Linked DNA regions of Mus musculus: region 2 is linked to region 1. The links are chromatin contacts, called in public HiChIP or PLAC-seq maps. All regions are on one chromosome and are shown on one strand. Each heading gives the region's core, a stretch centred on a gene start, on an enhancer-like site or on the middle of the called end of the contact. The rest is flanking DNA. Distances are from core to core; before and after follow the strand shown.

The links. HiChIP or PLAC-seq counts read pairs in DNA pulled down with a chosen protein or histone mark.
Region 2: a contact with region 1 is called in an H3K27ac HiChIP or PLAC-seq map of large pre-B cells, with 4 times the contacts expected there. The contact joins two enhancer-like sites. A contact is called at or near these places in 1 of 484 Hi-C or Micro-C datasets (the N1E-115 cell line), 1 of 115 datasets of contacts at active chromatin or transcription factors (large pre-B cells) and 1 of 9 other capture datasets (embryonic stem cells).

Annotation. Positions count from the first base shown.
Region 1 is chr17:4,275,513-4,278,146 of GRCm38.p6, reverse strand. No RefSeq gene overlaps it. Among named protein-coding and RNA genes, the nearest start is that of Gm41516, 84 kb to the right of the region's middle. Within about 2 kb of position 1,301, at least 18 of the 459 cell types and tissues checked have an H3K27ac peak or open chromatin away from gene starts, as enhancers often do.
Region 2 is chr17:4,600,189-4,602,822 of GRCm38.p6, reverse strand. No RefSeq gene overlaps it. Among named protein-coding and RNA genes, the nearest start is that of Gm34259, 11 kb to the left of the region's middle. Within about 2 kb of position 1,317, at least 4 of the 459 cell types and tissues checked have an H3K27ac peak or open chromatin away from gene starts, as enhancers often do.

The DNA of each region.
Region 1 (2,634 bases), core at 52-2,551:
AGCCTGGAGCAAGCATCTCTTGCCTTTGTTTAAGCAAATCCAAGGACAGCTTTTGGCTTCCATGATGGTCAGTTTTAATTGTCAACTTGACACAGACTGGGATCACCTGGGAGGAGAGTCTCAAAGTTGAATTGTTTAGGTAAGGCTGGTTGGCAAGCCTATCTGAAGGGGTTGTTTTGATTGTATGAATTGCTGTGGGAAGACAAGGCCGAGAGTGGGCAGCACCATCCCCTGGTGATAGCTCCTGGATGGCATGAGTAGACACAGTTGGGTAAAGTCTAAGTCTGTACATAACCATTTCTTTCTGCTCTTCCCTGTGGACCGTAACCAGCCGCTTCAAGTTTGCACCCTGGCTTTCCCATAGTGGAGGATTTTAAGCTAGGACTGTAAGCTGAATAACTCTGCCCCTTTAAAGTTAATCACTGTCAGGGCATTTTATGAAAAGAGGACATTCACCTTGCAGAAAGATTTGTAGTACAATGTCACAACACTGTCTCTGAGTGATGTCCCTCTGTCGTCTCTGTCTCCTTGCATCTCTCTGTCTACAAACAGGCATGGAGACAAAATGATACTATTTATTTTGCCTGTCATTTAGACCATATAGATTTAACACCTCTCTCTCTCTCTCTCTCTCTCTCTCTATTCTCTCTCTCTCTCTCTCTCTCTCTCTCCTTCTTGTTGCCTTAAATGCATGCATTTTGGTTTGCCTGATGAGTTCCACCCAGTCCCTGCATGAATCTGTTCATTAACATTTCATGAAGTCAGTGCTTGATGAATTCACAAGCCAGACCTGCAACTTCCTCCCTGGTTTTTGTCGGTTTGTTTGTTTGTCCTGTTGAAAACCTCAGCACCAGCTTTTCGTACCGATGGATGGAGGAGATAAATCGTCCTGTGCCAGCTTGTCACCTGGGAGTGACAGAACGCCAGCTGCATCCCCAGGAGTCTTCTCTTAGGGGATGTGATTTGGGTGAAGCAGTGGGTGACTTACTGTGCAGCTGACTAAGAAGGGACTCTTTCAAGATGGTAAACATCACAGTACATCATAGCCAGAAAGATGGTTTCTTTCCGTGTGTCTGTCGGAGATTTCTGCAACTGATGTGAAAGTCAAGATTCTTAAGTACGGGGTTTCTTTGAAGGGGAGAGTCAGAAATTGGGAAGGAAATCCAGCCCTGGGGCCTCTCAGAGGATGTGGCCCAGTACCAGTCTTGTTCCTGCTGAGAGGTTATTTTCAGACATCTCCTCACTGAGGCTCTTAAACCACAAAAATTCTATATGTAGGAACATGGAGGTATGGTTTTTGTCTTTAGCATACAGCCTTTTGAGCTAATGGGGAAGTGCATGATTTGAGAGTTGGGGAAACACATTATGCAGTAATGATTTGTGGGGATAAAAAAATAACTTTATGAAACCGAGATTAAGAACACTGAGAAGAAAGACTCTGTCAGCATACAGACTCTCCATGCTGACATGGGAGGGTGGTACTTATGAGCTAGCATTAAGTGCTTCCTGCTCAATAATATATGCCAAGTAGTGAGGAAAGACAACAGAGCAAAGAAATAAGTTGACCCAAAGGCCTCACTACCCTCTGTCTTAATTCCCAACATGCTTGCATTCTATCACTTCTGCTAGGCATGTTTGCATATACATGTGTGTGAAATACATGTATATGTTTATGTGTGTTCACATATGTGGTAGAGGCCAGAAGGTGATGTCAGTATCTTCCTGCATCATGGTTCACCTTCTATAATGTGTCTGGGCCTCTTGCTATACCTGGATCACATCAATCTGTCAAGTACATCTAAGCAGCTTGTCCTGAGGATTGGAAATGTATGTGGGCTACTGTATCCATCCAGGTTTTGCATGGATAAGGAGTTTGAAAGCTCCATCCTCAGTGCTTACAGAGAAAGTATCTTATCAACTGAGACATCTCCTCAGCCCCATGGTAGACATTATCATGTTCCCAATATAACCAATAACAAATATATCACTTGACTGAGTGAAACCAAGGATCAGATGATACAATGTGTTGTCTAAATTATATGTGTATTTTCTTTTGGGAAATATGTAATATCATTTTAGGGAAACAGAATTTTGGGACCATATACCTGTTAGATGATAAGTCTGAGTTATCAAGGTCAAGGAAGATTTTGAGGAGTGAAATCCATGTGTCAATAGAGTAAGGGAGGCAGCGATGGGAAATGAGGTCAGAGAGCTAGTCATAAAACATTTTTGTCAAGCCAAGGCAGACACTGAGTTTCATTGAGTAAGATAAGAAGTTACTCAAATATGTTGAGCATGGGAATAAAAATGATCTAATATACTCTGAGGATCACTCCTTCCTGAACATTCCCTACCTCCTGTCCACCATATTCTGATGCTTGTATAAATCAGGTCCTAGTAAGTGAGATGAATCTACATTAGGACTTCAAAAACAACAAACAAACAAACAAACAAACAAAAATCACCAAGGCTTTTTTGGAGGCTGGTTCACTCTTGGTCATCTAATTTTCCTGACAAAATTTGTTGAAGAAAATTATCCCTATGCTATTGAATTATATCATTCACTGAATCATTTTTGTCAAAATTAGCCATACATTTCTAAGTTCATTACTGATTTTTATTTTACAACATAGA
Region 2 (2,634 bases), core at 68-2,567, 320 kb before region 1:
TCACAGAGGTCGGCCAGTCTAGGCAAGTGGAAGAGCTCCAGACTCAGTGAGTGTCTCAAGAAAATAAGGCGAAGAGTACCAGAGAAGGACACTTGGCATTGATCACTGCCTTCCACATGCACACATCCATGTGCAAATGCATCTACACACCTGCATGTGCACACACACACTCATACACACACATACTCATGTGCACACACATACTCATACACACATACTCATGTGCACACACACACACTCACATACATGCACATACACACATTTTCACTCACATACACACACTCAAACATTCACATATACTCACACAAACACACACACTTATTATACACACACTCATACACACATACACACATACTCACACACATACTCATGCACACATACTCATGTACACACACACACTCACATACATGCACATACACACATTTTCACTCACATACACACACTCAAACATTCACATATACTCACACAAACACACACACTTATTATACACACACTCATACACACATACACACATACTCACACACATAAACACACAAACATACACATACACTTCTAATACACACTTGTACAACACATACCCACACACACTTATACACACACTCACACATTCACACATATACACACATACACACACACACATGCTCATGTGTACAACTCACTTGTACACACATACATATACACATATTCACACACACATACACACACTCACACATTCACACATATACACACATACTCACACAAACATACATACACACTTTCACACACATACTCACACATACATACACTTATACACACAAATATACTCACATATACATACACTCACACATATTTTCACACACACATATACACACATACACACTCAAATATATATACATACATATACACACACTCACACTTTCACCCACACTTACACACACACACACACACACATCACACACACACACACAGCTTGGTCACTTGGTCTTTGTCATTGTGACCCAAGAGGTATAGCCTGGTGAAATGAGCACTACTGTCCCTCTGAGGACAGATGAGGTTGAGCGTGTGCGAAGAATCTGCCTTCTCTGAGAGCAGGTGGCAGGGCTGACACACATTGTGTGGCTTGAGCCCCATAGCATTCTGACCCTTCCTTACCCCCTCAACTTCATAACCATCACTGTCCCCACTGCCACCTTTTCGAGCATTTTCTTACAGTCCCTTTCCTCCATCTTGTTCCTATGAAGTTGATATGATCTTCTTCATGTCACAGATGAGGACTCAGGCTCAACATAGGACAGCCAGCCAACTCCCAGCACTTAATAACTGAAGTAACAGTCACCGTTATTGACCAGGTGCTGGGCCATGTGCCAGGCACCACGCTCAGTGCTCTGTGGAGGTTGTCTGATGGATGCTTCTCTTTTCATGCTTGAGGAGATAGGCAGGAAGGCAGATCCTTTGCCCAAGGTCATGCATCTGTGAAGAGGGACAGCCAGCCCTGGAAATCAGGCCACTGTGTCAGAAAGTGTGGCTAGACCTTTGAGTGTGTTTGACACCATCATGTTTGCACTACTCTGTAGGCTGGAGGGACGAGGCTGCTGTAGAATTGAGGTCTGGTCCTTCCACCCAGCTTCATGCTTCCCAGAAATAAGATTTAGACTCAAGATATATTTACAAATACCTTGGCCATATAGCTAGGCTCTTCTCTGACTAGATCAGCACTTAATATAACCCATTTAGTCTGATCCACATTTTACCACGTGGCCGGTAACTTCTGCTCAGGAACCATGCGTCTGCCGAGTTCCCATCTTCCCAAGCAAATCCCCCACACCTGGCACTATTCCAGAATTCTTTCTGCCTACAGAATTGTCACACCTTCTACTCTACCCTTTCCTATAGGCCATAGGGTTTTAAAAAAAGATTTATTTATTTATTTTATGTATATAAGTACACTATAGCTGTACAGATGGTTGTGAGATATCATGTGGTTGCTGGGAATTGAACAAAGGACCTCTGCTCGCTCCAGAGCAAAGATTTATTCATTATATGTAAGTACACTCTAGTTGTCTTCAGACACATAAGTGTCAGGTCTCATTATGGATGGTTGTGAGTCACCATGTGGTTGCTGGGATTTGAACTCAGGACTTCGGAAGAACAGGCAGTACTCTTAACTGCTGAGCCATCTCTCCAGCCCAGGCCATGTTTTTTTTTAATTAACAGGTTATATATCCATATAATCCATAAGATATTCAGTCTACAGGCTATCAAGCTGGTTAGTAGCTGAGCCACTTGAATTTATTTCTTCATTGTACTTTGTTGGGTGCAGCAAAGCTATCAATAGACACATTGTACTTTTGGCCATTGACAATGGTTGACTCTCAGAGGAAATGAGCCTGATGCCTCCGGAAGTGAGTGACTGTGAGCATACACCTCTGTATGCACTGTGCTGTCTCACCCATTCTAGAACTTTCTTTATGGATCCTCTTAACATACTAAGCTACTGCCTTGGCCAACTACCTGGGTGGAATGTCCGAGAAAGACTCCCGTGCCACCTAGGAACAGATCAAAAGCTTCTGTTTCCAGAATGGTGCACTAACATGATTTAGGTACACATGGGTTTGGTTTTCTTTGTTTTTGTTTTCTTATTTTGGTGCTTTAGAC